Linked DNA regions of Macaca mulatta: region 1 is linked to region 2. Evidence: chromatin contacts called from public Hi-C data. All regions are on one chromosome and are shown on one strand. Each heading gives the region's core, a stretch centred on a gene start, on an enhancer-like site or on the middle of the called end of the contact. The rest is flanking DNA. Distances are from core to core; before and after follow the strand shown. Region 1 holds the start of EIF3G (eukaryotic translation initiation factor 3 subunit G). Region 2 holds the start of OLFM2 (olfactomedin 2).

Region 1 (3,382 bases), core at 136-2,635, 180 kb after region 2:
GAGAATCACTTGAACCCAGGAGGCGGAGGTTGCAGTGAGTCGAGATCGTGCCACTGCACTACAGCCTGGGGGACAGAGCGACACTCTGTCTCAAAAAAAAAAAAAAAAAAAAGAGTTAAGCCCCATCTCTTAACAAAAAGGTCCCGGAGCACGGTTTCCCAATTCCTCTGGGTTAGCCCTGGGGAAGGAGCGCCTCACCTTCCTCCTTGCAACAGCCTTTGAAGCCTTCCGGGTCTCAATCCTGAAGGTGCGGACAATCTGAGGATGGCAGGGGAGAAGGGTCAGGCTTCTGGGACTAGGGGATCTCCTTTACCAACCCCCTCAGCACACCCCGCCGCCTTCTGGTCTAAGGGACCCCCTACCCTCACCTTGAACTTCTTGCCATCCTCATCTATCTTGTACTCTGTCACTGTCTTTATGTTTCCGTTGATGACTTCCTTGGGAGGTGGCAGTGGAGCTGGGAGAAGGGGAAAAACAGAAGGACTGAGTCCTGGGTCATGGGGATCAGGAGCGGCAGGGCTGGAGGGAGAGGCAACCCGGACACGGAGTGGCAGTCCTCACTCACCTCCCGGCAGTAGCTCTGGCTCTGGGCTGGTGTCGCCAGTGGCCAGAGGGATCCCCTTGAGGAGCTCGCTGGTGACACATTTGTCTGCAAGAGGCAGCGTGGGGAGGAGGGGTCAGGTCCAGGGCAGGAGCTCCCCAGCTGCGATGGAAGGGCCTTTGGGATGATGCCTACAGCAAGAGCTGAGAAAGGCAGGCCAAGGGCAGAGGGCTGACCAGGCAGCGCACTGGGATAGCCCTGTGGGGACTTGGAGTGGCAAAGATGGGGGATCCCTCGTAGGAAGGTGGGTGCCAGGCCATGAAGCCAACCAGGCGCCAGTAGACAAACAGGAGACGGGAGATTACAACTTCCTCCCTGGAGTAAGGCAACAGCTGGGAGGACTTCGGCAGTAACATGGGAGGAACAGGGACCCGCCCGGGAACACCTGGAGTTGGCAACAGGCAGGTCCCAAGGAGGATGGCGCGGGGCAGGGGCTGGTCGTGACGGGGGACACGGTGCCAGACTGCGAGATGGAAGCAGGCGTCAGTCGCCCGGCTCGGGCCTGGCCGCGATTACCCCGGGCGACCGGGTACACTTACCGTCCTCCCCCTCCTCCTCCACCTGGTCAGCCCAACTGGGCTTCGAACTGCGGAAACAAATGTGTGGGAAGCGAAGATTAAGTCAGCAAGGCCCGGTCCCCGCAGCCTCGGCACACCCAGGCCCCATAATACTGCCCAGAGCACCCCAACCGCTTCCCATGCCCCCCTCCGCGATCCCGGACTCACTCAAAGTCTCCAGTAGGCATCGCAAAAAGTATTCTCCACGCAGCCCAAGCCTGGCCAGAGAGCGGAAGTGGGTGGAAAACGAGACTTCCGGTGTCGCCGTCGCCGCTAGAGAGGCCCAGCCGCGGCACCCACAACGACACCTGCGGACGGAGGTGGAGGCGCACGCGGCTGTGTGTGCTGCTGAACGCTGCTGGTACCAGAGCAGGGCTGGCGGGGCAGAGGCTGATTTCAGTGCTGGTCCTATTAACCTTTAAAATTAAAATAGGCGGGGCGCGGTGGCTCAAGCCTGTAATCCCCTCACTTTGGGAGATCGAGGCGGGCGGATCACCTGAGGTAAGGAGTTCGAGACCAGCTTGGCCAGCGTGGCGAAACCCCGTCACTACTAAAAATACAAAAATTAGCTGGGCGTGGTAGTGCGCGTCTGTAGTCCTAGCTACAGATTGGAGGCTGAGGCAGGAGAATCGCTTGAACCCGGGAGGTGGAGGTTGCAGTGAGCTGAGATTGCGCCACTGCACTCCACCCTGGCGACAGAGCGAGACACCGTCTCAAAAAACAAAACAAAACAAAAAAAAACCCACACACACAAAAAACCAAAATTAGCCAGGCGTGGTGGCGGGCGCCTATAATCCCAGGGACTCGGGAGGCTGAGGCGGGAGAATCGCTTGAACCCACGAGGCGGAGGCTGCAGTGAGCCGAAATCACACCACTGCAGTCTAGCCTGGGCTGCAGAGTGAGACTCTGTCTGAGAAAAAGAAGTAAAATTAAAATAAATAATAATAATCATAACAAGGCTCACTTATTGAGTGCTTGTTGTATATGAAGCACGGTGAGGAGGATATTACTTCCATTTTACAGCTGAGGAAACTGAGGCTCAGACTGGGTCCGGTGGCGCATGCCTGTAATCCTGCACTTTGGGAGACTGAGGTGTGGGGATCGCTTGAGGCCAGGAGTTTGAGACCAGCCTGGGCAGCATAGTGAGAACCCCTGTCTCTAAAATAGAAAAAAAAAAGAAAAAAGAAACCAAAGCTCAGGGAAAACAATCCTTTTGCTTAAACTGTTCCTTATCTTCTTTCCCGATCTCAATGATTCAGATGCCAAGTCGCCCCCCTCCCCAGCCACTCCCTCTTCTTTTCTTTGTAGCCTTCTTGGCTTTCCGGTATAATTTTGTGCATTTACTTGTTTATGGCTCAGCTGCTTGCTCTAAGCACAACCGTCCTCAGTTGGAGTGATTCATGATGACTCCCCAGGGGAAAAAACTGCTTTTCAGGGAGGAAAAAAATCTTAGCTATTGTGGTCTTCTAAAGCCAGCTCTATCAGCCATCTTATTCCTAAGTATTTAGTTTCTGCCTTTAGGGAGATATTAAATGTAATTAAATTGAAATTAATTTAGTTGATGTAAATTCAATTTTAGAATAATTCGGGTTTTCTCCTAAGGAGGGTGATATGAACAAAAAAAGTTTGACAATGCCGGATGCAGTGGCTTACACGTGTAATCCCAGCACTTTGAGAGGCCGAGGCGGGCAGATCTCTTGAGGTCAGGAGTTCAAGACCAGCCTGGGCAACATGGCGAAACCCGTCTTTACTAAAAATACAAAAATTAGTTGGGTGTTGTGGCCCGCGCCTGTAATCCCAGCACTTTGGGAGACTGAGGCAGAAGGATCACTTGAGCCCCGGAGTTCGACCAGCCTGGGCAACACATAGCGAGACCCCCATCTCTAAAACACATTTTTTTTGGGGGGGGGATGCAGTCTCACTCTGTCGCCCAGTCTGGAGTGCAGTGGCGCAATCTTGGATCACTGCAACCTCTGCCTCCCGGGTTCTAGAGATTCTCCTGCCTTAGCCTCCCGAATAGCTGGGATTACAGACTACGGCCACCAGGTCGTGCTAATTTTTGTATTTTTAGTAGAGATAGTAGAGACAGGGGCCCGCCTCGGCCTCCCAAGGTGCTGGGATTACAGTTGTGAGACTGGCCCCTAAAAAAAAAAAAAAAAAAAAAAAGAAAACAACAACTTTAAAAAAATTAGCTGGGCATAATTCTGTGTGCCTGTAGTCCCAG
Region 2 (3,206 bases), core at 393-2,892:
TGGGGAAATGGAGGAGCGAGGGAGGGGACCCCACAACCTCTCCTCGTGGCCTAGAAATCCTTCTATCTGGAGTCTAACCTCCATTCCTCCCAACACCCCCCTCGGGGTGAGTACAAGGGTCTGATTCTTTTCTTGATGAGGAAGGGGAATGTGCCCAGATTGTTTCTCCCCTGCCTATCTACCTAAAAACCTCCCCCTAGCAATGTCTTCACGGACGCTGTCCACACCCATGGAGCGGATTATTTAACAAGAGGGTAATCGTGTGGGCTCAGGAGCCAGACTGCCTCGGCTCAGTCCCACCTCTGTCACTCTCGAGCTTGAGCAAGTGATTTAACTTTTCTGTGCCTCAGTTTCCCCATCTATAAAATGAAGGTAACAATACCATGCCCTAGTAGACAAGAGGCAGAGGGGGTTAAATGCCTTAGTCTGTGCTGTGTGATTGAAACAGCACCCCTCAAATTAGCACGTAATGAATGCTCACTGTTATTATAATGACTACTTTATTATTTTTGATCCCAGCTTCCCTGTGAACTCCTACAGAGCTGAGAACTTGGGGGTGCTCTCACCCCCAAGATGGAGGAGGAGAAGGGGGCTTTCCAATAGCAAAAGAGAGCGTGGACGCCCCACATTCTGCAAGGCTCCCTGAGCCTGCCCAAGAGAAGGGTGCCAGGGGGAGGGAGATGCTTCTATAAGGGCATGAATGGCGTGTGCGGTTGTGAGCAAGGCACCAAGACACACACACGTGCATGGATGGACACGTTTGCACACACAGCGCTTGCGCGCGCGCGCGCGCGCACACACACACACACCCTTTTAGAATGATTTACCCAAAGGTACAGAATAGCACACGCTGACTCCAAGGCTCTCACACGGCCACACACCTGGCCACACACGTATTGTACAACACCCAGTCATCCGGAGCCAGTAATGAGGACACGGTCACACACAGACTCTCTCACATACCGATCACACCCCAACTCAGGCACTACTTGGACAAGCCCCCCAACCGCCACACACACAAACTCCCCCCGGTCACACCCAACCACGACACAAAGACACACACGTTTACCCTGCACCCCCAAAGCATTTCACACGCGTCCCCGTCAGTCACTCTCACGTGAGTCCCGCCCCCTGCCCCACACTGGGGGCTGCAGGCGAGGAGTGGGGGGCTTCAGAAACTGGGCATCTCGGCCCCGAAGAGGAAGTCAAGGGTAAGCAACTGTCCCCGTCCAAAGCCCCCTGAAGTTTCCCTCCCAACCCCACTCAGCTCCCGCGAGATGGCGGGGTGGGGGCTCGAGGCCGTGGAGGGGTTGAGAACCCCAAAGATGCCACCCCCAAACCAGCCCAACCTGAGGCTGGATTTGAAGCCCCCCTTGTCCTCTCCCAAGCCAGAGAGTGCACGTCCCGGCCCCTCCCCCGCTGTGCGACCCCCGTCCCTCGCCGCCCTGCAGCTGGGGGGGCTTGTGGAGCCTCCCAACACCGTTTCTGCAAGAACCTTCCGTGCCCCCCTCCTCTCCCGGAGCCACCCGCGCCCGCACCTGCCCGCCGGGCCCCTACCTGTCCGGCCAGGCCTGAGCACAGCAGCAGCAGCAGCGGCGGCGGGACCGTGAGCGGCCACATGACGCGCCCCCAGCCCGGCGTCCCGACCCCCGCCCGCCCTAGCGGCGTCTCGGCGCGGGGACCGCCACCAGGCGCGACCCCGCCCGCCCGGCCGGGGCGACCCTGCGCCGCCGCCTCCCCCGCCTCGCCGGCGGCTGGGATTCCGCCCCACCCCCGCCCCCTCGCTTGCTCCGAGTCTTTGTTGCGGGCTCCGCCCCCCGCCCCGCCCCCAGCTCGTCTTCGGGCGCAGCTCGAGCAGGGTCGGGTGGGGGGGTGGGGGACGGGGAAGTGGGGGAGCCAGCACCAGCGAGGGGACCTGAGGACAGGACTTGGCAGCGCCCCCCAACCCCCAGGCCATTCCGGGAGCGGGTCGCGGAGGTGGGGGAGGGGTGCCCGTCACGTGTTTGTAAATTTCACCCTCCAGGGGACATTTCCCACTTTGCAGGTGGGAGGGGGATGAATGGTTGAGGGAGAGGAGTAGGAGGAAGGCCTGGTAGCAGAGAAGAGAAATGATGAATGCTCCCTCCCTAAAAACTCAAGAGTCAACAGGGAAACTGAGGCAGAGTCTGAAATTGGAAGTTGGAGGAGGGGTCAGTGCCAGGACAAGACGGGTGGGGCATAGATGGAGACGGGGAATAAGAGGGAAAAAATTGGGGTTGGGGGGGACAGGAGACCGAGAAACAGGCAAGAGGCCAATGGAAATGGCCACGTGGGTGAGCCTGGCCTCCAAAAGGGGCGTCTCGTTTTCACTCTCCCCGGGCGCCCCATTTCCCCACCAGTCCTCCCGCTGGAAGCCTCCCCGCCTCCGCCACACCTGGAAGAGTTTCTCCTCGCTCCTGTTTCAATAGCCCAAGATGAAAGACCACATCCCCCGAGAGAATCAAAATATTAACACCGCCTCCACGCGAAGCCATTTGCATATGAAGGGCGTCCTTGTCTAGCCTCTCTTTCGGGAGGCTTTCCAGCCTTTCTCTGCCTCTCACTCCTCCAAAAGTGTTCCTAGGCCGGGCGCGGTGGCTCACGCCTGTAATCCCAGCACTTTGGGAGGCTGAAGAGGGCGGATCATATGAGGTCAGGAGTTCAAGACCAGCCTGGCCAACATGGCAAAACCCCATCTCAACTAAAAAATACAAAAATTAACCGGGCGTGGTGGTGCATGCCTGGAATCCCAGCTACTCGGGAGGCTGAGACAGGAGAATCGCTTGAACCCACGAGGCAGAGGTTGCAGTGAGGGAGATCGTGCCATTGCACTCCAGCCTGGGCAACAGGAGGAAAACTCGTCTAAAAAAAAAAAAAAAGTGTCCCTAGTCGTCTTCCCTCCCCACCCCTCCAGGGATTTAGATGTATGTAGGGAGAGGTGGAGGAGGAGGGCGGGTAAGTAAGTCAGATTAGAAAGAAATTGGGCATAAAATATGGGAGGCTAGGAAGCCTGGCATTTTTGTGACCCTGATACTGATGGGCTAGGAGAGATCTCCCCAGACGCTGGTGGGGCATCCAGGCTCTTAACACTGTTGCAGGAATGAATTCAAGGAGGAATCATAAAATAATGAAAAGTTCAGAGATTTTTTGTTAAAGGAAAAGTTCACACTTGAGAAAAGGGAGTGGGT

The links. Hi-C and Micro-C count contacts between places; a contact is called where the count stands out from the background.
Region 1: a contact with region 2 is called in a Hi-C map of liver, with 6 times the contacts expected there. The contact joins the promoter of EIF3G here to the promoter of OLFM2 in region 2. A contact is called at or near these places in 4 of 14 Hi-C or Micro-C datasets (blood, fetal cortex germinal zone, fetal cortical plate and 1 more).

Annotation. Positions count from the first base shown.
Region 1 is chr19:10,828,434-10,831,815 of T2T-MMU8v2.0, forward strand. It overlaps EIF3G (eukaryotic translation initiation factor 3 subunit G), which reads right to left and starts at 1,386. Exons shown (of 11, transcript NM_001266735.1): 1 at 1,327-1,386; 2 at 1,141-1,187; 3 at 566-649; 4 at 369-457; 5 at 199-258. The coding sequence starts at 1,346.
Region 2 is chr19:10,646,221-10,649,426 of T2T-MMU8v2.0, forward strand. OLFM2 (olfactomedin 2) reads right to left here and starts at 1,643. Exons shown (of 6, transcript NM_001265909.1): 1 at 1,558-1,643. The coding sequence starts at 1,620.